4 separate regions of the Mus musculus genome follow, and regions 2, 3 and 4 are each linked to region 1. The links are chromatin contacts, called in public promoter capture Hi-C maps. All regions are on one chromosome and are shown on one strand. Each heading gives the region's core, a stretch centred on a gene start, on an enhancer-like site or on the middle of the called end of the contact. The rest is flanking DNA. Distances are from core to core; before and after follow the strand shown. Region 1 holds the start of Cry1 (cryptochrome 1 (photolyase-like)). Region 2 holds the start of Hcfc2 (host cell factor C2). Region 3 holds the start of Tdg (thymine DNA glycosylase). Region 4 holds the start of Nfyb (nuclear transcription factor-Y beta).

Evidence for each region. Capture Hi-C pulls out chosen DNA fragments and counts their contacts.
Region 2: a promoter capture Hi-C map of adipose tissue shows a contact between it and region 1, with 4 times the contacts expected there. The contact joins the promoter of Hcfc2 here to the promoter of Cry1 in region 1. A contact is called at or near these places in 2 of 39 promoter capture datasets (liver and pre-B cells) and 2 of 9 other capture datasets (adipose tissue and liver).
Region 3: a contact with region 1 is called in a promoter capture Hi-C map of adipose tissue, with 5 times the contacts expected there. The contact joins the promoter of Tdg here to the promoter of Cry1 in region 1. A contact is called at or near these places in 1 of 39 promoter capture datasets (liver), 1 of 484 Hi-C or Micro-C datasets (uterus), 1 of 115 datasets of contacts at active chromatin or transcription factors (astrocytes) and 2 of 9 other capture datasets (adipose tissue and liver).
Region 4: a contact with region 1 is called in a promoter capture Hi-C map of liver, with 3 times the contacts expected there. The contact joins the promoter of Nfyb here to the promoter of Cry1 in region 1. A contact is called at or near these places in 2 of 39 promoter capture datasets (liver and pre-B cells), 1 of 115 datasets of contacts at active chromatin or transcription factors (thymic regulatory T cells) and 2 of 9 other capture datasets (adipose tissue and liver).

What each region holds. Positions count from the first base shown.
Region 1 is chr10:85,180,842-85,187,623 of GRCm38.p6, forward strand. Cry1 (cryptochrome 1 (photolyase-like)) reads right to left here and starts at 4,213. Exons shown (of 13, transcript NM_007771.3): 1 at 3,473-4,213. The coding sequence starts at 3,630.
Region 2 is chr10:82,693,235-82,700,493 of GRCm38.p6, forward strand. It overlaps Hcfc2 (host cell factor C2), which reads left to right and starts at 5,880. Exons shown (of 14, transcript NM_001368720.1): 1 at 5,880-6,072. The coding sequence starts at 5,910. It also overlaps a transcript of Glt8d2 not described here.
Region 3 is chr10:82,626,900-82,633,915 of GRCm38.p6, forward strand. It overlaps Tdg (thymine DNA glycosylase), which reads left to right and starts at 2,939. Exons shown (of 10, transcript NM_172552.4): 1 at 2,939-3,139. The coding sequence starts at 3,117.
Region 4 is chr10:82,762,786-82,769,687 of GRCm38.p6, forward strand. Nfyb (nuclear transcription factor-Y beta) reads right to left here and starts at 1,356. Exons shown (of 8, transcript NM_010914.2): 1 at 1,219-1,356. It also overlaps a transcript of Hcfc2 not described here.

The DNA.
Region 1 (6,782 bases), core at 2,963-5,462:
TGAGACCCTCACCAGGCCATCCTCTTTCTGAGGATGCTGTCTGATTTGACCATGCTCCAACAGGCGGGATCTGGAGAGAAGCCTTTCCTTGTTCTGTCACTGCCCTTCCTGAGATGTCAGTAGATGTTCCTTTACCTCTCTCTGGGAAAAGTCACTCAACAAACCTAACTATGAAACTATGTGGACCCTGGACCTCATGCTTTTTGTAAAGGTACTCTTTTTAATAATACTGTTATTTATTATTTTTATAGGAGGTTGTCCACCCTCTCTCCCTTCCTCCTCTCTTCTTGCTTTTCTTCCTTTCCTTTCCTTTCCTTTCCTTTCCTTTCCCTTCCTTTCTTTCTATAGCATCTTGCAATGGAGCACAGGTTATCCTCCTGAGCCCTGGGATTACAGATGTGTAAGAGATTACATCATGTCAAGTAATGACCAGCAAAATAGAAAAAGTTAGCAAACCTTAGACCCAAAAAAGAGAAAAATCCAATTGTCTATTAAGAAAATGAGAACAGAACTACAGAACTAACAACTGTGGTAATTAAAATTTAAATTAATTTAAATGTGCTATGTTTTTCAGTAATATATGTAAGGACAGAAGTTGTAGACTAGAGACATTTGAAAATATATGGATAATAAAGTTAAATAATCAAACTAGTAAAGTGTATCGAAGATGACCTACATGTTTCTTTTTCTCTTTTTTCTTTCTTTCTTTTTCTTTTTCTTTCTTTTTTTTTTTTGAGACAGGGTTTCTCTGTGTAGCCCTGGCTGTCCTGGAACTTACTCTGTAGACAAGGCTGGCCTCAAACTCAGAAATACGCCTACCTCTGCCTCCTAAGTACTGGGATTAAAGGCGTGCACCACCACTGCCCAGCTGATCTACATGTTTCTTATTGAAATCATATACTAGAAAGTAAAATGGGCAAGTATGCAGGCACATTTGTAAATTTAGTTCTTAGTACATTAGTAGATGAAGAGGTCTTATATGTGATATTACACCTGCTGTGGTCTGAATGTTGATTTCCATTCCCAGAATTCTTACGATAAAACCTAATCTCCAAAGTGATGTTATCATGGGACAATCAAGTTAGGAGAGTTCTACCCTCACCAGTGTGATTATTCCCAAGGTCAGACCTGTGAGAATCTTTTCAGTTCTTCCACAATCTAAGAGCACATAGAGCATGTATCTACGAAGTGAAATGCCCTTACTAGAGATCAGATGTACCAGTGCTTTGATCGCAAACTTCTCAGCCTCTAGTACTGAGAGAAATATGTCTTTTATTTGTAAATTACTCAATCTAAGGTGTTCTGTTACAGCAGCCAAACCAAGTAATGACACCAAATATTCATTTACAAAAGCTTCCTAAGAAGGTCTAAGACGCAATGATGAGCAAGTGGTTTCAGAGCTCAGAAGTCTCTGTATCATCCTACACTGGGTAATGAAGGTACCACAGGGAAAAGTGACATCTGGGCTGAGTTTCGAAGAGATAAGTAGACTTCTGAAAGCTCACAGTTAGCAGGGCAGTGGTGGCGCACACCTTTAATCCCGGCACTCGGGAGGCAGAGGCAGGTGGATTTCTGAGTTTGAGGCCAGCCTGGTCTACAGAGTGAGTTCCAGGACAGCCGGGGCTATACAGAGAAACCCTGTCTCAAAAAAAAAGAAAAAAAACAACAACAACATCAACAACAACAACAAAAAAAAAACAAAACAAACCAAAAAACAACCAAACAATAACAACAAAACCCCTCACAGTTTAATAGCTATTCATGGAGGTTTTCTGACAAAAACCTTCCAGTAAGTTTTAATCACCTCTGTGCCCACTGAGATACCCTCCTGACTCCCCAGGACTAAGTCACCACTAACCTGCTCTCCATCCCTGTGTACTTGCCCATTGTGGATAGTTCATATAAGCACAATCATCAAGTATGAAGTTTTATGACAGCTTCTTTCAGCTAACATGCTCTCATGGTTCACCTACACATTTCATGGCATTTATCAGTATCTCATTCCTTCATGGCCAAGCAAGTAACTGGTGCATGGATACACACAACAGGAGGCCCATTAATCAGCCGGTTGGCACGAGGGCTGTTTTCACCTGTTGACTGTGATAATACAGCTCTTTTTGTTCCGCTCAACCCCACAACCAACTTGCCGGCACATCCACACAAGCCATTCTCCAAGCTTGCACCCGGAAATGAACGTCTCCTAAGCGGTGTCCACACTTCTTATCCAGCTTCAATGCCCGATCAGTCACGTTCTCAGAATCCCAACCAAAGAAGGTTTTTTTTCTAACTTACGTTAGATGACATCACTTCTCTGCTAATACCCTTGTACTGCAGTCATTTCCACTCTCCTGGGGTAAAGTCACAGACCTTAGTGACGGCGCATAAAGCTCTAGAATCTGGCCCCCGTTACAACTATAACTTCATCACCTAGTACTTTCCCCCAGAGGTTTTGCTCGTCATTCTGGCTGGCTGTTCCTTCCAAAGATCAAACCCATTCTCACCTCAGGACCTTTCCCTGGAATGTTCTTCCCTTAGACAGCTGCATCCCATGTCTTCAAATCGGCGACCACTTTCTCCACACATCCTAGCTGTGGTAACTTCCAGTGAGCTACATCCCCAGCTAATTAACATTGTTTTAAATTGTGTCCCCATCCCTATTCCTGTTTACCTCGTCTTTTCTTTGCAACACGTCTCATCTCCAAAAGGACTACATACGTATTTTTTTCTTGGACATATGCCTGAAGAGGGCAGACTTCTCGTTCACAGCTCTATCCCTCATATCCAAAGACACGGCTGGCACATAAGCTATCAATATTATCTGCTGAACTAATGCTTTCGTTTCATTCCGCCACACAATCGTCTATCCTGTTTTCCCAGGCACAGCTCACAAAATGTCCGGAGGATTTCTTCCAGTCGCAATTCCCTAGAAGGATTATACTTTGCCTCGAAAGAAAAACTGTGCTTTGTCTTGTCAACCACAAGGAGGAGTTGAGAGAGAGAGTTGGGAAACCAGCTAATTCTTTCCCTTGCTTTTCCTCCTCTAACCTCAAGGGGGAAGAAAGCTGGATCCGGAGCCCGCTATAATAAATGAATGGTTTTTCTCCACACTATGAGTTACCTAGACACACACGTCAACATTAAAGATTACAACCCTTTCGGAGGCCTAAGATATCAAGGCCATTATGATCTGGGAGTGTTTAATTCTCCTCCTAGTTATTTCTCGCAAATCAGGGAAGGCGTTCCCATCAACACAGACACATAACTTACCGGTAAAAGCTAAAGTGTTTCAGGGTCGTCAATAATCTCTACTACTAAGTCTGTACTATTTAATATTGACCACATCTACAATTCTTTAACGATGTAGGCAATTCGGTCCCTGGACTAAAACCAAATCTCAGATCTGACACTAACGCATCGACACCCGACTCGCGCACACCGCGATCGATTGATTTCCCAAGCGCTTCGGACTCACCGCCACCTGTTGATGCCCACGTTGGAAGAGCCGGCGAACCAGGGGTCGAGGATATAGACGCAGCGGATGGTGTCGGCGCCCTGGATGCACTCCTTCAGGGCGGGGTTGTCGTGGAGCCGGAGTCCCTTTCGGAACCAGTGCACGGCGTTCACCCCCATGCTCGGGGCGCGGCGGGTCACCCCGACTTCCTCTACCGAGAGCTTCAAGGGAGGGAAGCCGGGCTCATAACCGACACCTGCGCTTCCAAGAAAACCTCCTCACCCGAGGAGTGGGGAAAGGGCTGCAGAGAGGGGACGGGAGGAGGCGACGCCGAGGCGGGGCGCGGAGGTGGCGAGCGCGCAGCTGGCAGATGAATGGAGGCTGCCGAGGCGCCGGGATCCACGCGCGACGTCCTTCAGGAGCCCGCGCCCAGCGTCCGGAGGACACGCATACCTTCCAGGGCCTGAGACCCCCGGAGCGCAAGCGAGCGCGCGGGGCCCGAGCCGCCACGACGGCCCGAGCTGGTCGCAGCAGCCCCGGGAGGCTCGTCACGGAAACCTCGCCCAACCGAGGCGACCCGCGAGGAGACGGTGGCGCGCCCGAGGCGGCCTCCACGAACGGACACGAGCTCACGCGGCCTCCGCGCGACGCGGCCTGTGCGTCCCGGAGTGGGCAGCGAGCTCGGAGAGCGCGGGCTAGAGCTCCAGGCCGCGGGACGCTCGCCTGCCGGTCACCGGTCCCGAGGCTGCCCGGGTGACTCCGCCGCGTCAGCGGCCTCCGCCCCGCCCCCGGCTTCTCATTGGGCGGCATGCACCCCACGTGACCACCGGCACCTCACGTTTCTGAAGTGTGTTTACTACACTGGCTCAGACCCCCGCGTGCGCCGCCGCGCCCGGTGCTTCGGGACCGGTTGCGATCGCTGGGCGCTCACGACCTGAGTTCTCGCGTGGGATCCGGACTCGCAGCCTCTGCGGGTCTCCTGAGCCCCAGGCCGCTCGCGGGGGCCACAGGCCGCGAGAAGGGGGAGGAGGCATAGTTCTGCTCCCGGGGCCGGGAGCCGCCTCCATTGGCCGAGGCTCGCGGGGACCCGGATGAGCACGGGGCTGCGGGGAGCTCGCGGGCGCGCGCTCTGCCGGGCACGGCGCGCGTGCGCTGCGCTCTCGCGGTGGAAGAGAAGAGGCTAGGACGCGGGAGCGCGCCCAGGGCTCTTCCTATGGGTTGTGTGGAAGGTCTGAAGCCAGTTCCGTGTGCCCTGAGAGTTATTGCTGGGCTGGGTGAGAGGCAACCGAGGCACAGTCCTGCCTCTCACCCAGCTTCAATCAGGTGTTAATCGGAGTCCCCTGCTCTGAAAGGAGCAGAAATCACGCCGTTAGCCTTTTTTACTGTTTGGGGCGGGCACCTTTGCCCAAGCTCTGGAGAAGACAGGTCCGATCTCAGATATTCAGCATTTCATAATACTGTAGATACATCGTCAATTTATCAACTCTAATCTATTACATGAAGTGTAGTTTAGAAGGTATTTTGATTAGGTTTTTGGGCTTTTTGCTTTGCTTTTTTTTTTTTTTTTTTTTTTTTTCTTCAACTGAAGTTAAATGGGAAGAGGAACCTTAATTGTAGTAAAGACTTCCATCAGGTTGCCTGTAGGGAAGTCTGGGCACTTTCTTGATTAATGAGTGATGTGGAAGGACCCGACCAGTGTGTGTGGCGCCACCATTAGGCTGGTAGCCCTAGGCGGGTTGTATATGGAAGCAGGCTGAGGAAGCCACAGGGAACCAAAACGGCTTTCCTCCATGGCTTCTGCTTCAGCCCTCTATCTCCAGGTTTCTGCTTTGAATTTCTGCCCTGACTTCTCCCCACGATGGATTATTAACTGTAAACGGCAACAAACCCCTTCCTTCCTGGCCAAGTTGCTTTTGCTCATGATGTTTTATCAAAGCAATTGAAGTCTAATGAGAACACAGGGCCACATGTGCATCTTTACCAGACTTCCTAGCCATAACCTACAGGCCATGCCTTAGACATACAATGCCCTTTTTGTTGAGACGGGGTCTCGCGGAGCCCTGGCTTACCTTGAACCTGCTGTGTAACTGAAGATGGCTCTTGGTTTTGCTCTTATCCCTGAGTCCTAGCATCACCTATGTGCATATATTCATCCAGGGTTATTTATGTATTTATTTATGGAGACAGTATATCATTAAGCATCTAGGCTGCCCTTAACTCACTTTGCAGCTCAGGAAAGCCTCAAAGTGAGCTTTGGATACCCCTTGCCTCAGCTTCAGGAACACCTGGTGTCCTAGGCCGGTGCATCCAGGGCCAGAATAGCAGCCGCTTATTGAATGAAGCAGGTGTGTTCCAAAGAGATGACATGCAAACCTAACCACAAAACCCCAGCCCCCTAGTGGAGTTTATTATCTGTTTCTTATTCTTTATATGTGCTGGGTTTTCCTCTGATAGAGGAATGCTCTTTGGGATCTACATTAACCTTTGAACTACTAAAGTATGTCTCCTCATACTGTAGCTTCAGACCCAAATAAAAGGCTCCCTAATTTTTGAAAATATTCTTTACCTCTAGTACAAATATAGCGTCTCCTGCCTCCTGGGGCCCTCCAAGCACATGTGTGATACATCACTTGTGGCTTTGTTACAAAGACTAATAAAAACTTCTTATAATACCCATCTATGGGCTGGAGAGATGGCTCAGCGGTTAAGAACACTGACTGTACTTCTAGAGGTCCCGAGTTCAATTTCCAGCAACCACATGGTGGCTCACTACCATCTGTAATAAGAACTGACACCCTCTTCTGGTGTGTCTGAAGATAGTGACTGTACTCATAAGCATAAAATAAATAAATAAATAAATAAATAAATAAATCTTAAGAAAAGAAGTTTTTTTTTTAAAAAAAATACCTAACTATATTGCTTCATAAATACCAATACTTACCACTATATAAAAAAGTCTCTGTGTCCCTTCGAAGTGAAACTTCTCAAGGACAAGGTCTCTGCGTCCAACTTTATTTTTGTGTGCCATCAATACTCAGTATAGATCTTCACATGTGTAACTGAGTGAGTGTTCATTGATCAATAGATGAAGGATCAAATGAAGGAAGAGTTGTGGGGCACCCGTATGTCTGGCAAAGTTAAAAGGAGGAAAGTACAATGATAGTTACAGTGTCTCCTTCAAATTCTTACAACGCCCCTTTACTTGTGAAAAAGGTCACATTTGGAAACAAGATCTTTAAAGATAATCAATTTAAGATGAGGTAATTATTAAGCTGTTCCCTAATCCAATGTGACAAGTACCCTCCAATAAAAGGTAAGTTTGGGCATGAAG
Region 2 (7,259 bases), core at 4,630-7,129, 2.5 Mb before region 1:
ATGATTTCTGTGTCCAGTCATTCATTACTGGACACTTAGATGGTTTCCATAGCTGAGTTATTGTGAGCAGTATTCAGTGAGGCTAGGAGCACAGGTCTCTCTGCATGGGCTGGGCTAAGTGAAAGACTCATGGATGGGAAGCACTCAGTTCACAACCAGAACCAAAAACAAAACAGGCGTTTCATCGACTTATTGATTTCATTCCTTTTGGATGTATACCAAGAAATTGGAGTTGCTGGATTATACTGTAATTTTTAATTTGTGTGTGTGTGTATGTGTGAGTGCACATGACCATGCATCTTACAGTGAACATGTGGACATCATCAGGTAACTTATGGGAGTCAGTTTTCCCCTTCCATCATGTGGGTTCTAGGGATCAAATCCTGCCCTTAGCCTTAGCAGCAGGCTCCCTTACCCATGGAGCCATCTTGCCAGTCCTCTGTATTTTTTTTTTTTTTTGAGGAATATCCATATTATGTTCCATAGTGCATGTACCAATTTTATTATTAATATTGAATAAAGAAATCCTAAGGTATGAAATAGGAGAAGAATTATGACAGTAAGTTATTTGTAACGTTGTACAAATGTGAAAACTAGTTCTTTGCTTGCAGCCTCATGATTGAGTCCTTCTATATTTTGTTCCTCTGGTAGAAATACGATGACTCTCTTACCTGGACAGCAATGTCTGTAGATACAATGCCTCTGCAGTTCTTGCAGCTGAAGGAGGCATGTGAGTGGAAGGCTACTGTCTGGAACTTCCTAGAAAGCTCCCATTTTTCTGGCAAAAGACCATTTGGGGCCTTGCCTTTTTTTCCTGTCTGAAATCCAACCTTGATGCTGGAAGTAGAGTAGCCACTTCTTTCTGAGGCTCAAAGGCCCACACTATGTTTCTGCAGATGGCTGTACAAGCTGTATGAAGAGATTACAATTAAATAGGTTAAAGTCCTTACAGCACACAGACAGCTCACTACAAACTAGGAGGAGAGTTTTAAAAGGGGCTGTATGCACTACGTGGTAGAGCATCTTTAATCCCAGCACTCAGAAGGCAGAGGCAGAGGCAGAGGCAGAGGCAGGCTGATTTCTGTGAGTTTAAGGCCAGCCTGGTCTATGAAATTAATTCTAGGACAGCCAGGGCTACACAGAGAGACCCCCACCTCAAAACAAATAAGTAAATAAATATAAAGGAATGAATTAATTAAAAAGGACACTGTTTGAAAGTGTTGTTGGAGATAAGGACATAAAGTGAAAATAGCACAGCATCCTGGGGGTGGTAAGAGCTGGGAGCCATTACAGTCCTTAGCCCAAAGGCTCCTGTGTCTTAGTTTTTAATTTTTTAAAGTGGATATCCTATAAATAGATATTAGCCATAAAATACAGAATACCCACACTACAATTCACAGACCCAAAGAAGGCAAATACAAGGGAGGCCCAAGGGAGGATGCTTTAATCTTTCTCAGAAGGAGGAATAAAATAGATATCAGAGGTGGGTGGAGAGAGGGAACTGCGTGGAAGAGAGGATGGGGAGGGGAATGGGGCAGGGTGATCAAGCATAGGGAGAGCAGGGGGTGGGAAACAGAAATCAGCTATGGAGGGCACTCAATGACATACTAGAGATCTGGGATGGGGTGAGGGCTTTGAGGAGGTACCAGGAAGTCTATGAGAGTGACTCTAGTTGAGACTCCTAGTAGTGAGGGATATCGAGCCTGAAGTGGACACCTCCTATAGCCAGGCATGACTCCCAGTGGAGGCACAAGAACAGCAGCCCACTCACAAAATGTGTCCTGCTTGCAAGGTGTGCAGGGACAAAGATGGAGGGAATGGCCAACCAATCTCTTACTCTATCAGTGATACTCTGTTATGCATGCAAACAGGATAACTGTCCTCTGAGAGGCTCCACCCAGCAGCCAATGGGAACAGATGCAGAGACCCACAGCCAAACATTAGATGGAGCTTGGGGAGTCATGTGGAAGAGTTGGGGGAAGGCTTGAGGGACCTGAAGAGGACAGGGACTCCAGAAGAAGACCAACAGAGTCAACTCACCTGGACCCTTGGGGCTCACAGAGACTGAACCACCAACCAAAGAGCAAGCATGGGCTGGACCCAGAACCCAACACATACGTAGCAGATGTGTAGCTTGGTCTTCCTGTGGATCCCTAATAACTGGAGCAGGGTCTTACCCTGACTGTGGATCCTGTTCCCCTAACTAGGCTGACTTGTCTGGCCTCAGTGGGAAAGGATGTACCTAGTCCTGCATGACTTGATGTGCCAGGGTGGGCAGATACCCATGGGAATCCTCCCCCTTCTCAGAGGAGAAGAGGAGGAGGGACTGGAAGGAGAAGAGGCCTGCGATTGGGATGTACGGTGAATAAATAAATGGATTAATGAAAATCAAACAAAAAAACTGAAGTTTAAAAAGAACATCAATGGGCTGGAGAGATTGGTCAATGATCTGAGCACTTCTTGCTCTTACAGAGACCAGAGTTTGATTCCCAGTACTCTCGTTGACAGCTACAACAACCTAGAATTCTAACTCCAGGGAATCTGATGTTCTTTTCTGGCATTTTATCGAGGTTTCCTACACACACACACACACACACACACACACACACACACATGCACATACCCATATGTGTCACACACACTTAAAAATAATTTTTTAAAATCTTTTAAAAATAAAACAATAATCATCATTATAATAAATAGTGTATACAATATAGCCCAGGCACATTATAGGCTATATCATTAGACATGCTCATGAATTCTCTATAGTATCCATCATACCGTGATATCACACCATTTACTTAGTGATACATCTATCTCAGGACATAGGCTCACGGCTAAACATGATAACATCTGCCCTCATGTCCACTTTTAATCTGTGGTGCCATTTATCATTAAACTATGTGTCTGAGTCACGATTCTTTTAGTTGAAGGCCAGCTCTCATTTCCTCTTGCTGACTGGATCAGGCTTTGGTGAGTCTGTTTAAAATGTCTTAGGAAATATCCCTATTTTTCTCGACTCATGATTTTTGACAGTTTCATACCTGGATTTGTTTTGATAATGGGTGTACCCCATTACCTTCTTGTCTCTCTCCTGCATCACTGAACCGTTCCTTCTTGCCAACTAGACTCTTTTCTATTTTCTTATCTTGTGTCTCCCACTGAATTTAATTAGGGTTGCTTCATGATAGGGGGAGGGGGGCTTTGAACTCACAGAAGCTGCAGTTACACCTGCATAAGAGTGGACCTAGCAGTGTGCCTTTACAGATGGGGGGGGTAGAGGATCCTGAAGACCACCCCTTCCTTAGGAGCTGCTAGCAGTTAATGGTTGAGGGAGAGACATTGTCTTCAGATAATATCTACTAAGGTCAATGAAGGAAGGAAATATGTTGTAGTAGCTGATGAGTCACTAGACTGGGTCAAGCTGATAGGGTTTTTTTTTTTCCTCCCTTTGTCTCTCATGGCTGGCCTCCAAGATCCCACACAGGAGGTAGAAATGACAGCCATCTCTCAATCCCTCTTGCTTGATGGACCTCAGTTGTGGGTTATGTTCTTGTCAGCTTAAGCTTCAGTGCTCTGGCTCTTTCTCCTACCTGATAAAGGGCAACAAAGGCTTGTGCACCCAAGTCCTGGCACTGGGCCCCTGGCTCCCGCCTGCTGTAACTGGTTTTCTTCCTTGGCTCTTGAGTCTAAATCACTGGTCTGGTAGCACGGTTAGATTCCCACATGGCCTAGAGCCCCACCTTGCTTTTCTCCATGGCCCCCGCTACAGCTTTAGCTAAGAACCATGGCCAGAGCCCTCTGATCTGTAAATAGACGTCTGCCTCTCTCATCTTGAGAACAGTGCCTGATTAGACCATCTGTTATTGAGCTCATCCGCTAGTCTTCCCCAGAGTCCTCAACCGAGACCTTGCCCATAGCTCTCAGAGGTCTGCCACACTTGGGCACTGGTGTCTTGCTCTACAACTGGCTCTTCAATGCCCTGTAGCTAAGGAATAGGATTGGAAGCAGTAGTAATATATAAAGATTATAGAAATTATTTTACTGAATGACAACTATGTGCGAGGTGTAGCCTGAGAATGGCACAGGTTCTTGCTTCCATGGCAACAACTCCAAAGAACAATAGACTATGCTCTCTGCATCTCCTCCCCCACTCATTCTTTGGCTCTCTCTAGCCTCTCCTCCTCCACTTAAAGTGTTTAACTCTAGGCCAATAGCAACCTCCTAATTTGCAAATCCAACACTTCCTCCTCCTACATGAACTCTGTGTGGCTTCTAAAGGAAATGGAACACTAATAGCTAAGAGGTCAAAAGGGAACTTGGCGAGGACTGATATTTAGAAGAAGCCACAGGCAAAGGGAGGTTCATAAAGGTGGAAGTGGTTTTCAAAGCCAAACCCATAGAACAAGTCCCCAGTTCCCTTTTGCCTTCTGTTATAACCTTTTAAATGCTGGTTTCTTAGGGGTACAGCTCACCCTCCTTCTCTACCCTGTCCAACCTTTCCTTCACGTGTTACCTACATTGGTGTTCTGTTCAGACTTTCTCTCCAACTGTGAGACAATTCTAATGTGTTTATTCTTTTTTAAGATTTTCTTTGATGAGTACAGGTGCGTTGCCAGCAGGTATGTCTATGAACTACAGACCCACCTGGTACCTGTGGTGGCCAGAAGAGGGTGTAGATCCCCCAGAACAGAGGGTTCCAGACCATTGTAAGCAGCTATGTAGGTGCTGGAAATCAAACCCAGTTTTGTTTTTGTTTTTGTTTTTGTTTTTGTTTTTTTGATACAGGGTCTCTCCATTTAGCCCTGGCTGTTTATTCACCATGTAGGCCAGGCTGGCCTCAAACTCTTACTCCTGAGTGCCATTCAACTCTTTCAAGGCACAAGGCTTGTGGCACTTTGATATAGCAGGCCTACAAAATAGACTCTTTCCAAATTAACACTGAGTTTGCAACTTTTAAGGGTTTCCCCCTTAGTCTTTTTGTCTAAGAATATTAACAACACTATAAAAAGAAGCCTCCGCATGAAAATAATGACCTGCTGTGATGGTCGATATTGCTGATTTGATACTATCTAAACTTACTTAGGAGACAAGCCCGTGGGCAGGCCTATGAGGTTATCTAGATCAGATTAATTAAGGTGGGAATAGATGTAAGGTTGAAATAAATTAAGGTAGAAATAAACTGGGATGCCATCCTGGACTAAATAATAAGGCAGCCCGGTTCCAGCATCCGTGGCTCTCTGCAGATGAAATTCCACCAGCCACTTCCAGCCAAGCCTCTTCATTATGATGGGCTTCTCAGTGAGGGGAAACAAACCCTTCTGTCCTTCAAAGGTTTTTGTCAGGGGATTTTTTCACAGCAACAAGACAACTAATACACCTAAATGAACCGAAAATCACCTTTGGGGTTATCTTTTGCTGTGTAGGCTTGTCACCTCCAAATCTGAGCCGTGCTCAGGCCCTGCACTTAGCCACCGTGTCCACTGTCCTTGTCCTGCAGTCTGGGAGACCCTCCTTTGAGATGACAGATTTGCCTTAGGCGCTCCCTGTGCTCTCATCACTTGGGACCTACACGGCAGGCAGCTCTTCTCCAGTGCCTGTGATAACAGTTTCCAGGGCGTGACGCTCCTACACAGAAGATGCTCCAAGTGGACCTAAAGGACAAAGCTGTAACCTCCTCCCCGAACACCCCACTGAAAGCCACAGAGAGGAGGGTTGGCAGGGTTGGCGGGAGGGGCTCCATCTTGGCGGAGCCCCGAGGGCCACGTCGCCACGGGCTGGGGGGGCGGGGCCCGCGGGTCACGTGCCGGGCCTCCCGCGCACAGCTGGAGGCGGCGCTCGTCCTCCCCACGAGCCGTGGAGCCCGTGGCGCGCGGGGCATTGTGGGCCGAGGGGCGGGGGTTGGGAAGATGGCGGCTCCCAGCCTCCTCAACTGGAGGCGGGTTTCCTCCTTTACCGGACCGGTGCCTCGCGCCCGGCACGGACACCGAGCCGTGGCCATCCGGGAGCTGATGATCATCTTCGGCGGGGGCAACGAGGGCATCGCGGACGAGCTGCACGTCTACAATACCGGTAGGCGGCGGCTCGGCGACCCCGCCTCGGGACCGCGGAGGGGGAGGGGAGGAGCGGCGGACGCGGGCCTGACAGCTGTCACCGCCGGGTCGCCGCTACCCCAGCCGGGCAGGCGGCGGGGGAAGATCGGCTGGGTCGGCAGCCCGAGCTCGCAACGTGTTGGAAGGCGGCTCGGTGCTCGCGGTTCCGCGGGCTGGACGTGACTCCACCGGTAGACATCGAGACACCCCGGCCCATCCCTCCCCGTGGACCCGAGACGGCGGGTTCCACGGCTGGGCCTCCACCCTAGGGCCGGTCACTTAAGGGGTGGAGATCCCGCCAGTGTCAAGAACAAAACCCACCCCAAGGCGGGCCTCGGTGGTCTTTGCCTTCCCCCAGCCCCCTTCTTAGAACCTAGAGAGTTGAGGGGCGGGGAGGTTCTCCTGGCTGCCTCTTCAGCGTAGGTACAGTTAGTACCGGGCGGAAGCCCGCAAGACAGTTCTCTAAACTCGCGGCGGAGAGAGTTGTGGGTGAACGCGGACTGGTCTCTGATTAGCCGATGTCTGTAGTGTATGTGCTCTGCCCTTCCGGGCTGGTCCTCGCCAAGGGGCTGTCATAGCTAAGGCACCGCTGCACAGCTCGAAGTGTCACTTGTTAAGGGGGCAGGTCTTGACCTCCGTGCTGGTTGAAAGTATATTTTCTCCACTTACAAGTAGTCTAGCAATCATAGGAAACTAGTTAAGGCTAGATACTGAATTTGGTGTCGTTTTAGTTCACAACCTACAACTTTGATGAAACAACTTGATCACAGTAGTCCTCTAAAAGCTAAAAACGGTAGGAGAAATTTTGTTAGTTTTGACTCTCCTCAGTACTCCAACAGAAAAAGTTTTGAAGATGTTTGATTTGGTATAGTGTAAATACCCTGGGCTTAGAAGAAATTGGGTCTGTTTTGAATCTTGCTTTGGCAATTGTTCTAAATCAGCATTAAAGTTACCACGTCTTTCTAAATCACAGGTTTTCCACTTCTTTAATGGGGGGTGACACCAGGATTTTTTTTTAAGAGTACAATGATGCAGAACAGGTTTTCTTTTCCTTTTTCAATACAGGTTTCTCTGTGTAGCCCTGGCTGTCCTAAGACTAGCTCTGTAGTCCAGACGGGCCTCGAACTCACAGAGATCAATGAGCCCCTCGGCCTCCCAAGTGCTTTA
Region 3 (7,016 bases), core at 1,689-4,188, 2.6 Mb before region 1:
GTGATGGCTGTGAGCTGCCTAAGTGAATGCTGTCTCAACTCAACGTCCTTCTAGTCCTCTGCAAGAGTCCCACCTACTCTTACAAGCTGAGCCATTTCTCCAACCCCAAAGTTGTTTCTTTTCTAAGTAGAGTTTTCACTGTTTTATATGTATTTTACTTTATGCATCTATGTGGCTTTGCTTGCAGGTTATTGTGCCCCTGCTTTCAGGTCTAGTGCCCCAGGAAATAAGACAAGGATGTCATACCCCTCAGGACTGGAGTTAGAGACAGTTAGTTGTGAGTCACCATATGGGAATCGAAGCCAGGTCCTCTGGAAGAGTAGCTGGTGTTCTTAACAGCTGAGCCATCACTCCAGCTGCCGATATGCTTCCCTTTAAAATATCCTAGGATTAAAAATATATACATATGGAGCACAAAGCCCTGGCCATCTCTGAGCTCACATCACAGAAGGGAGAGATCATTGTAATTTAACCAACGCCTCTTGTGAAACAAACCAGGCAATCTAATTCAGTCGGGCTTCTCACCATTTTCTGCCACGTAACCTAAAGAAACAGGGAAGCCTAACACTCGAAGATGTCAGTGTTCTGGATTCCTCGGGACAATGGAAGAGAGACATGGTGGGATGAGTGATCAGCCTCTCAAGGACTGAATGGTGGCAAGTTTCCTGGAAGTGCCCCCATTATTTATTTATTTATTTGCTTTACATCCCAGTCAACCTCCCCTCACAAGTCCCTCCCATTACTCCCTCCCTTCTCCTCATAGTACAGTCACTTGACAACATTCACTTAGGTGATACCCAAAGTGAGTGCTACCACCCCATCTTGGGACATCAAGTCATAGAAGGACTAATCATAGCCTCTCTCACTGAGCCCAACCAGGCAGTCCAGCTAGAGGAAGGGGATCCAAGAACAGGTGGGGGCTCACATAAAGACCAGGCTTCAATCTGCTACAAATGTGTAGGAAGCGTAGGTCAAGCCCTGCACGCTCTTTGGTGGGTGGTTCAGTCTCTGTGAGCCCCCATGGGCCCAGGTTAGTTGACTCTGTAGGTCTTCTTGTGGTGTCCTTGCTCACTTCTATCCCTCACTTTTCCACAGGACTCCCAAACACTGCTGAGCCATCTCACCAGCCCCCTAGAAGTGTTGTTTATTGTTACATAAAAGGCACTTTTAGCAAGTTAACTTCTGCATACCCAAACCTCTTCTATGATCTAGGGGTTATGAAGGAGCCATTGCCCAAGATTCTCAGACACAGGAGACTACCTGGTCTGCCAGGTACGTCTAAGGACTGATACTGTAAAACCCTTTGAAGGAACAACCCCCTCAAATCTCAGATAACAATCGCTGACAAGAGGCTACCTCAAAGCCTAGGTGTCATCACTCTGGGATTCACGGAGAGGGCTAGACGCCGTTAGACAACTCTCTGGCCAAACACCCACAGCAGACATTGAAAAGAAATTAAATGAAAACTCTTGGGGCTGGAGAGATGGCTCAGCGGTTAAGAACACTGACTGCTCTTTCAAAGGTCCTGAGTTCAAATCCCAGCAACCACATAGTGGCTCACAACCATCTGTAATGAGATCTGACTGCTCTCTTCTGGAGTGTCTGAAGACAGCTACAGTGTACTCACATAAATAAATAAATAAATAAATAAATCTAAAAAAAAAAAACAAACAAACTCTTAGAACCTCCGAAAGTCAAGTATGGTGATACATGCCCTGTAATCCCAGTCAGTATGCAAGAGAGTGAACAGGAGACTTGCCTCAGGTTGAGGCCAGCCTGGACTACAGCTGCAAAGCTCTAAGCCAAGTCAGGGGTACACAGTTTTGTAATTATCTCAAAAACCAAAAGAACCTCCGAGAAATCGAGGTGAGATTGCTGTCTAAGGTTCTAAAGCAGAGATGCATCTAGCATCTAGGCGAGTGTTTGTCCATCTCCAACGTAGACAACTGTTTATGGAAATCTTTGTAATCTACCAAGAGCTTCCCCTTACAGATTAGTAAACTGAGGCCCAAACATTGGTGGCTTCCAATCTTAGGTTTTCCAGTTCCAATCAGCCCTACTCCTCATCACAGGAATTGACAAGAAAGACAATTGAAAAGAAAGAATGTTGTTTTGTGTAAGGCACAATATTTATTTATCATTATTATAATTATCATTTTAGTTTTTCACGACGGAGTTTCTCTGTGTAGTATTGCCTGTCCTGAAACTCGCTCTATAAACCAGGCCAGCCTCGAACTTAGTTCTGCCTGCCACTGTCTATGCAAATGCTGGGTCGCCCAGCCAAGACACATAGTTGCGGGGGAGGGGGTGGTTGTTTTCATTTTAATTTAATTAACTTTACGTCCCGTTCACAGCCCCACCCCCACCCAGTCCCACGCTTACAAATCCTGCCCCCTTCTCTTCTCAGAGAAGAGGAAGCCCCACTTGGGTAAGACTCTGGTACATCTAATCTCAGCAAGTGTAGGCACATCCTTTCCCACTGAGGAAACACGCAGTCCTCTTCCCCCAGTCCGCGCTGGGTCCACTGGCAAGGAACAGAGACCTAGACAGCCCCTGTTCCACTTGTAGGGGACTCACACGGACACCAAGCTTCACATTTGCTACAAACGTGTAGAGGGGTCTAGGTCCAGCTCCTGAAAGCTCCCTGGTTGGTAGCTCAGGCTCTGTGAGCCCCAAGTCAGGTAGCTTTTAATCCGCACAAAATTTGAGGTGAAAAGACATGAATTTGCCACCACGCATAATACATCCTAAAGGCCATCACCCTTAACCCACACCTTCAAGGAAACTTAGAGCCCACAAAAGCTGACGTCAGCCGGGCGCTCCCCATCCTCGCCGAGATCCACGTTTCCCGAAAGGCTAAGCGGCGGTCGGGGCGCCCCGAAAAGGACACGCCATTGGCCTGGCCAGCATCACGTGATGGCGAGGCCGCCGGCCTCCTCGGAGGGGGACGGAAGTGCGCTGGGGACTCGCCGCGGTGATGTAGCAGCGTGGGAGGGGCCGAGGCCAGCGCCGTCCATCCACCGGCCGCCCCGATCCTGTGGTGAGTCCGCGCGCTGAGCGGCAGAGCGGGCGCCCGTGGGCTCGGCAGGAGTGGCCGTACCCTCGGCGGCGCCGCCATGGACGCAGAGGCCGCGCGCAGGTAACGCGGGCGCTCGCGGCTGGGGTCGGTCAGGGCCGCGGCCCGCACAAAGGCCGGCTTGCGCGTGCGCAGTGGGGACCTCCCCGCTCCCCACACGTCCCCCCCCCCTCCCAGGTCCGCGCACGTCCTCTGCCTCCCGTACCCGCGAGCTTTAAAAGGTGGTGTGTGCCCGGCCGCAGCCTCCGCCCGCGCGGTTCTTCACCCTCCGTCACCGTGGACTGTAAAGGCGAAGCGGGTACCCTGTGGCCGCGGTTGCTGCGGGGTCCTTCTCATCCTCGCGGGATAGATACTATTGCTGTGGAGTGTGTATAACACGCTAAGAAGTCAATCTGTAGATGTCTTTCATTCTGGGATGGTCTTTAAAATTGTCCCTTAGTGGTAATGGGGATGTCAGGGCGGGCCTGACAAAGTATAGGTTTGGGGATTTAGACTCTTCGCAGAAAGCTAAGAAAAACAAAATGGCAAGGTCTTCGCAGGTAAAAGGAATGGAGATTTAGGTATTAGCCCTGCCTGGCGAAGAATTAGCTTGCCTCTAAGTGGCAAATGGACATTGAACTTAGGCAAGAGATTCTGTCTTCAGCCCGCCTTCCCACTCGACGGCTGTATTATGGTACATCTTTGAGCAGATTGACGGGGGCTGATGGCAGTCCATGGGAGTTGAAATGAAAGTCTGGTTTACCACTCAAAGATCCAAGGGACACTGCAGAAGGGCCTCTACTCACAGGACAGGTAGACCTATCTTAAAGCCTTTACCAACTACAGGGTGCCAGGGACCTGCTGGTGAAAGTGGGAAATATGCCGGCCCAACTTTCAGAGGGGTTTGTAGAACTGATAGGTTGAACTGGAGTCTACATAAATACATGCTGAATGGATGCAATAGTGAATCATTAACAAAAAGAGGCACAATATTACATGTGTGTGTACGTGTGTGTGGTCTGTCTCTCTCTCTCTCTAACCCAAGACTAAATAGTGTGTGTGTGTAAGACCTTGATGTCATACTACTGAAATGATTTAAAAATGAACCCAGATTTTTATTATTATTTGGGAGTGTGTGGTTGGGGATTGAGCCCAGAGCCTCCAGTGTGCTAAGCAAGCTTACCACTGAGTCATGTCCCTCAGCCATCTTCTTACTCGTTATTTTGAAAGGTCTTGCTGTGTTGCCTTGGCTACCCTTGGCTTCACTCTGTAGCTCCGGTGGACCTTAAATTCATGAGCCTCATGCCTCAGCCTCTCAGATGGCTGGGGTTATGGGCCTTTCCTCCCAGGCCCAGCAGGAACTGGAAATTCTGACTAGTCCTAAAGTCTTCCTGCACTCTGCATGTAGGAGCTAACGCACGGGTAAGTGTGCATTCTCCGTGTAGCGCTGTCAGCAGCAGATGTGTATGTGGTGTTCCTTCACGGTCCACACTGCCAGCTCCCTGGAGCTGTGTGTGTTGCAGTAAATATCATTTGGGGGTTTCTACCTCACCTCAGATCATTTAGTTCCCAAATATAAGACACAAAGTTCTTTCGATTTTTATAATAGGCTTAAAAGCACTAGAGCTGGGCAGATATCGGCCCTCCATGCTAGTTTGTCTGCTTCCCTGTCAGTAGCCCCGAGACATCACGTGTCATGTTTTGTTTGGGCTGATCCTGCTGCATCAGGCCAGCCCTCGGGGCCATGTGCTAAGATCCTCCTACCCCATGGAGACTTTTCTTTCACCTCTCTCTGGTGGTCCCTCCTGAGACCCCAAGCCCAGGAACCTTCGTTCTGTCCCCTCTCTTCTTCACAGCCCAGGCTGTAGGCATCTTTATTAACCAATGGGGGGAGAGGGGCAGGGCTACGCAACAAAAGCTGATGCATGTGAAGATCTCATCCCTGAGATGGGAGGGAGAGGGACAACCAGATCTCAGTAGGTAGCATTTGATAGAGAGCAAACCAGACCAGTCCCCTGTGCAGCGTTGAGCTTGTTTAGCACTGGTCATTGTTTGTGGCTGTTCAGTAGGATGTATCCTTGTTCAAATGAGATGCTCAGAGGTGTTTTGAAAACAGCACTCTAGACCCTTAAAATAGTGTAAAATAACTTAGAATTAAAGAAGTTTCTTAGTGTTTCTAGAGAAAGCTTTAAAGATTTAAAACAGCAGATCAGAATCGTATTAGATAGACTTTTTGGTTTTTTTTTTTTTTTTAGCTTTGAGACAGTCTTGCTTATGTAGACCCAAGCAAGCCTCAGTCTCATAGGCATCCTCCTTCCTCTGCTTCTGTGCCAGGATTACAGGCATACAGTGTGGCGACTTTCCACAGACCTCTAATCCGCTGTGTGTGTGTATTGAGAGACCACAGGCAGCTGTAGGAAGCAGTTCTGGGCACAGGAGGTCTGTAGGAGTTGGTAGGATGGGTCTCAGAGAGAAGAAAGCAGCATCTTGCAGAAGAATGAAGCAGTATGGAGCAGGTGATACCAGCAGATACGGGAAGAAAAGAGAATGGGCACTTCTGTGTAGCTCCGGAGCCATGACATTTCACATAGATGGCAGGTGTGGAGCCTGTGGAGTTTCTCGCTGTCTTGGAATCACCTAGACATGGAATCAACTTGACTTGGGATCACCTAGTAGACACACCTCCGATCTGTCCTTAGGGTGTTTCCAGAGAAGTTTAACTGAGGAGACCTGCCCCGAGTGTGGAGGTACTGCCAGTGGTCAGTAGTCCACCCCCTTTGCAGACCTCTGCTCTGTAAAGCTGGGTGTTGGACTGCACTGCCCAGGAGAGTGTCAGGATGAGTCAGAGCGAAGCAAGCCTAGGAAGCCTGTTGGGTGGGGATGAGGGACAGTAGCACGGTGATTATTTATTATTTTACCTCTAACGTCTTATATGCGCTCATGAGTGAATGGGGGGGGGGGGGGCGGGGAACCCATGTGCCACTACGTGAGTCACAGGAAATTTTCTCAAGTTTGTTTTCTTCTTCTACCTTGTGGGTTTCAGATCAGGCTCAGTCCCCAGGCTTGGTGGTAAGCACCTTTACCTGATCAACCATGTCACTGGCCCAGGCATAGAGACAGTGGGGGTGGCAGGATGACAGGCTTAGTTTGAAAGAATAGTACCTATCTGACTCATCCAGCTTCGCAAAGGGCACAGATGCTACCAGTGGCTATATATAAAGTCTATGCCTTTCTCCTGCTTTGCTCAAGGGAATATAGTTTGCAGCAAGGTTTAAAGACTTAAGTGAAGGGCTGATAAGATGGCTCAGCGGTTAAGAGCACTGATTGCTCGTCCAGAGGTCATGAGTTCAAATCCCAGCAACCACATGGTGGCTCACAACCATCCGTAATGAAAAACAAATTAAAAAACAAACAAACAAACAAACTATGGACCAGAGTGAGCGAGGCCAGAGCAAGAAGGAGAAAGGGAAGGGAGAAAAACTGGAAAAGATACTTCCCATTGCTATGAAGACACCATGACCAACTCTTATAAAGGGAAACATTTAATTAGGGGCCATGCTTACAGTATGGGGGGGGGTTAATCCATCGGCATCGTAGCGGAAGCAGACAGCTGGGGCGCTAGAGCAGCAGCTGAAAGCATTGCATCCTGATCTGAGGAGCAGAGGGGGCGGGGCTGAGGTGGCCCACCTCCAGATCCTTCTCAAACAGTTTTCATCAAGTGGGAACTGAGCGTGCAGATATTTGAGCCTGTGTGGGTCATTCTCATTACACCACAGCTCTGCTTTCTTTATTCCTCCAAAGGATGCCCCTTGTCAGTAAAGTCAGAAGTGATTGTATAAAGTGTGTTGCTTAGATCTCGGGACACAAGAGCAGTTTGTGATACAGTTAAACTCGGGGCATGTCATCAAGGCCTCATTAAGCTTAGTTTGTAGGGTTTGTTTTAAGATTTTATTTGTTTTAT
Region 4 (6,902 bases), core at 106-2,605, 2.4 Mb before region 1:
TAGAGTGGGAACCGGGGGAGAGCCTTACCAACCCAAATAGTTGCTAAGTATATACTTAGACTTAATCCATTAAGAATATCTCTCTTCATATGGAAAGCATTTTCTTCAGGGCAGGTTATAATCTGTGTAATAGCTCAAGGGAATGCATACATCTGCTTGGTGTTTGAAGAAATGCAAATCTGTATCCAAGAAAAGCAGATTCCCTTCCTCCAACCTCCTTTCTTTGGCATCGACAACCACAGCTTTGCATCGATAGAATCCTTAAATTAAGCTACAAAGAGCAGTGCAGAGGAGGAATCATTTGCCTTTAAAGGAATTCTGGTTAAACTCTCAGTATCTCATCCATAAAGCTCCTATTTATTAATGCCACTACTACTGACCAGTTGAGCCATCACTTTCTGTTACCGATTAGTTTCCTTACTGAGAGCTGAAGCCACTCGGGTGATTTGTGGCACCATCTACAAAAACTAGGGTCTGTGAAGATTAGCGGGATGCCATTTTTTTTAAAGGTCGTCTGCTACCTAACCTTGTCTACATCAAACAGCCCTCTTCTAGACTTTAGGCATGAAAGGATCTGCGGGTGCTCCGTAAATTCTTTGTTCTCGCAGACCCTCCCGCCCCCCCAGCACGGGTGACTGAAACCTCCGTGCAACCTCCAAGGCTCCCTTCCCACCTTCGGGGCAAGTCCGGGGCGAGCCAGGCGCCAGATGGCTGCATGCTGTAGGCGCGGAGCGGGCCGGGGGCCCGCCAGGCCGCTCGTTCCTCGCAGGGACCCGCCGCCTCGGCTCGCAGGTGCCCGGGCGGCCCCGCGGAGCGCATCCCCCCGCCGCCCGTGCCCAACGCCCGCCGCCGGCGGGATGCGGGAGACAAAGCGGCCGCTCCGGGGCGCAGCGTTCCCCGCCCGCCGGCTCCCCGGACAAAATGGAGCCGGCCCGGGGCTGCCGCCGCGAGAGCCCCGCAGCCGCCCGGCCCAGCCCGACCGCGGCTCGCGGCCCCGCGCACAAAGCGCCCGCCGCCCCGCGCCCGGCCCGGCCCGGCCCGGCCCGAAGCACAGCGGCCTCGCCCGGAGGCCCGGCCCGCCCGAAGACTGCGGACTGCGAGTGCCCCCGACCGCCGCGGCGTTGGCGGCGGGGACGGCGCCGGGAGGAGACGGACATTTCATTCGAGCTAAAGTGGAGTCGGTTTAGGAGCGATCATTGGCCGAAGCGAGACACAAACCTCCAATGCAGCCCTGGTTGGCTCCCGTCTCCAATCGGCTGTTTGGTTGGACAGAAAATGGCTGCGAAGGAACCAGTCCCAGCGCGGAGCTCCACTTCCAGGACTCGGCCTCCCCTCCCTCCGCCGCGGGCCGCTTCCCTCTACGTGACACCCTCCCTCCGCGACGCCCGCGCCCGAGGCCACGCCCCGGTCCGCCCCCGGCCCCGCCCCGGAGCCTCTGAGCAAGGCGCGCGGTCCGTAAAAGCGCGCGGGCGGGCTCTGGATGTTCGCTCTTCAGGGCGTCCGAGAGGCCGGCGTTCTCATCCAGAGCTCCACGCGGAAAGGCTTGCTCTGGCTTCTTTCTCCTTCCAGCTCCTCCTTCCCCACTAACCAGCGTCTCGCCCGCCTGAGTTCAGCCCCGGAGGGGATCTACACCTGAGCTACTTTCCAGAATGCTTTAGGCACCTAATGTTTTCTAGGTATCCCTCCAAGCCACCTCAGGCACACAGCGTTCCCTCTCAAGTCACAGTGAACAAAGATGTTAGTTTTTCATTTTAGCACACCATCCCCTTCCTCCAAGTTTAACAGGTAGGCTGTCCCAGCCGACTTCCACCCTGTACCCTGGTGCTGTGTTCTGGTGTTAGGTCTGCCCTACCAAGTTGGCTTACTACCTAAAGTGCTCATTTCCCAACCAGATAACACTGGGCTGCAAAAACTCATGGCCTCTGTGCATTTAAGGCCTTCCCTGTCGGCCTCACTGAAATCTGGATCAAATGTCCCTTGGCTACCATTCTCCCTTGTGGTGGTGATCCAAAATGTCCTGCATGGCCAGCCACTGCAAAGTACTGCAGGATACCTGCACCCAGATAGATGGAAAATTATTGTCCTAGGACTTAACAAGGATAAGTAAGCAAGACTGAAAGTTCTAGGTCAGCCAGAGATACATTAAGACCCTGTCTTTAGAAATAATAGTATGGCTGGGTCAGGCAGGTGCACGCCTTTAATTCCAAGACAAGGGAGGCAAATCTCAAGGCCAGCCTGGTCTACAGAGTGAGTTCCAGTACACCAAGGCTACACAGAGAAACCCTGTCTGAAGAAACAGAAACTGTAGTAGTAATAATTATAGAAGGCCCTGGTGTTGTGGCTTATGCCTTTTAAACCCATGACTGGGGAGACACAAACAGGAAGATTGGAAATTCCAGACCATCTTGGGCTCCCTAGTGTGTGTGTTCACGTCCAGCCTGGGCTACATAATCGGACTGTATCTCAAAAAAAGAAAAAAAGGTGTTTGGGTGTATATTCCATATAAGTATGTGCATAAAGTATACAGAAAGATTGAAATATGTTATTTATTGATATCCCGCTGTGTCTAGAATAAATAAATATTTCTCAGGTAAATAAGGAAGCAAGAACAAATGAGTCTTTCTCGGTTATTTCAAGAGGAGTTAGGAGCACCACCACCTGAATCTACCAAATTCTAGGACACCCTCCTCTTCCTCTCCCTTCTTCTCTTGTTTTGGTTTTGTTTGTTTGTTTGTTTGTTTGTTTGTTCCAAGGCAGGATGTCTCTGTGTAGCCCTGGCTGTCCTGGATTTCACTCTGTAGACCAGGCTAGCCTCAAACTCACAGTTCTGCCTACCTCTGCCTCCCCAATGCTGGGACTAAAGGAGTGAACCACCACCACCTGTGGGCCCAGGACCCCTTCTTACTAGCCAGATTTACCACTCTGTTATTTCCTTTTAAAAAAAATTAAAGATTTATCTATTTTATGTATATGAGTGCACTGTCACTGTCTCCAGACACACCAGAAGAGGGCATCAGATCCCATTACAGATGGTCATAAGCCACCATGTGGTTGCTGGAAATTGAACTCAGGACCTCTGGAAGAGCATTCAGTGCTTTTAACCGCTGAGCCATCTCTCCAGTTTCTTTATAACAGAAATAATATTAACTACTATGGCTCATTGCAATTTATACATATAAAGACCTAAAAAGGTTAATATTCTAAAATTTTTGTTTGGTCAGTTTGTTTGGTTTTTTTTGAACTGTTTCACTATATAGTCCAAGTTGGGCTTAAACTCAAGATCTATCCCTGCCCCTGACCTTCCCCCTTACCCTGACCCTCCCCCTGACCCTGACCTTGACCGTGCCTTCTGAGGAACTGAGCATACGCCACTAGTATTTGTATTAGTTGGGTTCTTTTGAGGAACAAAACTCAAAAGATAGATGGATAAACAGACAGACAGACAAGTACCATATATATTTATGGGATTTATGAGAGTAGCTTATAGGCTAGTCCAACATTGGTTAAAAACAAGAATCCAGTAGTTGTCCAGTCCATGAGGCTGGATGCCTCTGCTGGTCTTCAGTAGATGCTGGAGTCTCAAACCAGTGAGGGGATGGACTTGCCAGTGGTAGCAAGGCAAGCCCTTCCTTCTTCCATGTCTTTTATATAGGCTATCAGGAAATATGGTTCAGATGTAAAGTGTATTGTCCCACCTCAAAAGATCAAGAAAAGTCCCTCAAAGGTATAACCAGATGCTTGGGTTTCAGTTAAATCCAGATGTAGTCAAGGTGACAACCAAGAATAGCCATCACTGTGTATTAGTCAGGGTTCTCTAGAGTTGCAGAACTTAGTTTCTTTATATTAAGGGAAATTATTGTGATGACTTATAGCCTATGGTCCAACTAACCCAACGACGGACAGCTGTGGATGGGATGGCCAAGAATCTAGCAGTTGCTCAGTCCCACAAGGCTGGTTGTTTCAGCTGGTCTGCAATAGAAGCTGGAAGTGGGTCCTAAAGAAGTAGGTTCCGACAGATGTGCTGGCCAGTAAGTGCAAGCAGGTAAAGAAGAGTGAGTCTTACTTCTTCCAAAAGTGTTCTGATATAGGCCTCCAGCAGGAGGTGTGGCCCAGGTTAAGTGTATACTACCACACCTGGATCTGGAACTTGCTTTGTCTCAGGCTGACCTTGAACTCAAAGATCTCCTTGCCTTAGTCTCCCGATTAAAGGCGTATACTACCTTGCCTGGGCCAAAGCTTTTCACGGTCACTATGTCTCAAGGTCCCTATGCCAAGATCCATGTCAGAAGCTTGTGGTGTCTTCCAGCCTCAAGATCTGGATCACAGGTGACCCCTCCAATTCTGGATTGTAGTTCATTCCAGATATAGTCAAGCTGACAACCAGGAACACCCACTACGCAGTGTCTATTCTATCATAGCATGTTCTCCATTTCTAAACCCAAGTCTACCCTAGTCCCTCTTCTTAGTCCCTTCTTTGTGATGAAGACCAGGAAGATATGACTTCTGCTTCTCTCTCTTGTCACAGATATACCATTCCCTTAGCCCACCTCACCACCCTCTGAAACCTCTGGCCTTGACGTAGACACACACACACACACACACACAGCTCTTACCTCAAGATCCTAAGCTGCCCCTTTTCACTTCTGAATCCTCTGTCTCCAAAAATCAAATTTTCCTGTTCCTCTCTCTAAACTACCCCCCAGTTCTGGAGCATGGTAGCGCTTGCCTATAATTTCAATACCCAAGAAACCAAAGCAGGAGGGTTTCTAAAAGTTTGAGGACAGCCTTTGACGCCTCCCTCTCCCTACCGAATCAACAACACAACAATATCTTTAAAAAAAAAAAAAAAAAAAAAACATGCTAAAAGGAACCCTGCCTCTCAAAGCTTTCATCTCCCCAATAATATTACCTGAGGTCAAGCCTTTAACAGGTGCATTTTGGGGGACCCTTAAGCTCCAAATTACAATCAATAAGTTTCACCTCTTCCCTTTCCTGAAAGCAGTTTTATCTCCCCATCTCCCTCCCTGAGCTGCGGAGAAACTTCAGCAAGAAGCAGAAAGCTACAGCCCTGGAGAATAAGACTGGAAAAGAGCCGCCTGGGTGAGCCTTAGGCAAAGCACAGCCCCACTGATAGCTTAGGCTATGGCCTGGCTAATAGACCCAGAGCCACAGCCGCTTGCAAGTTATTTCCCCAGAGACGCTGAGATAGTGTTTGTTTGGGGGATGACTGGTCACCGAGCAGTAAGCAATGAACACCATCTACCTAACAGTTTGAAATGGCTGGATAGTATGATACAAACCAAAAGATCGTGCTACCAACTAAAAGTGGTGGTAAGCAGTATGTATGTAGGTATGTAGGTAGGTAGGTACTTAGACAGGAGCTCGGTTTGTAGCTAGGTTGGCCTCAAACTGGAGGTGCCCAGCCCTGTCTTCCTAAGTGTTAGGATCACAGGTGTGCACAACACCAAGTTAAACCATTGTCTTCACACTTGTTCGTTTATATGTGTGTATGTTCCATCACCGTAGCATGTATGCAGAGGTCAGAGGTCAACTTTCAGGAGTTGGTTCCCTCCTTCCACCATGTGGATTCCAAGGTTCAAACTCAGGTGCCAAACTGCCTTTGCCAGATGAACTGCCACGTTGGCCACGAACCTTTTCTTTCCTTCAGTTTTTTTTTTTTTTGGGGGGGGGGGTTTGTTTATTTGTTTGTTTGTTTGTTTTTGGTATAGCCCTGGCTGTCCTGGAACTCACTTTGTAGACCAGGCTGGCCTCGAACTCAGAAATCTGTCTGCCTCTGCCTCCTGAGTGCTGGGATTAAAGGCGTGTGCCACCACGCCTGGCCAGCTTTTTTTTTCTTTTTTTTTTAAACTTGTGATTGAGTCTTTGTGAATTTCACATCACGCACCCCAGTCACACTGTCTCTCTGTCCCTTCATACCCGCCCTCTGCCCTTGCCACCTATTCTCAAAAAGAAAATAAAAAAGTAATTAAAAATAAAAATCTCGTGTGGCACCTGTAGTGTGTCCCACAGTACACCGGTTTGCCCAAACATCTTTATTTGCAAATGTTCATCGCAATGAGTCCTTGGTCTGGTTCAGGGCTTTTGCTACACCATCAACATTGGGTCCTCAGTGGAACTGACTCCTCCTGGATATCCCGCTGTTGCCCTTTGTCATTGAGATCCTGCAGGTTGGGTTCTGAAGGACCCGCCCCTTCATGCACTCCAGCAGTTGATAGGTGGAGTAGGTGTTGGGGTGGGCCAACTCAGAGCCCTGGATCATAGCTGAGTGGGTCTGGCTGCCCGCTCTCCCGAGTCCATGCCATCAGCATCAGCTGTTCTGATTTGCCCAGGCGAGAGGTGGGACCAGCTGGCTTCCTTGCATTAACCAGCAAGTGGAATGGCCAGCTCTCCCACACGCACACGACTGCACAGCTGGCCACTGCCTTAGTGGCTGAGGGGCGGGGCCAGCTCATCCATTCAACACGGCCCCAGGAGGCATCCCAGACCTAGGGTGTCCTTATGGCCTTTGGTGATAACATGGGCCATGGCCATCCACAAGGACCCCTGCTGTGGCAGGACCACAGACCCAGACATGGTCCACAGAGGCAGCACAGGCCAACATTACCATGGCCTCTGGTGCCAGAGCAGGCTCCTCATGTCAGGCTCTCATCCTCATCACAGCGGTGTCTCCAGCTACCTCTCTTCATAGCGCACAAACTGTTCCACTTCTCTTTCTCTCCCATCTCTTCACCACATGCTTGCTCGTGATAATGGCTCTCGTCCACCCACTCACCTGCTCCTCATTTACCTGCTCTTCTTACTGAGTCCAGAGCCCTAAGATGGAGGCACAGAAACCAAACTGTTGCAATTCTGCCATAGTAGATCTCTGTAGCAAACCCACT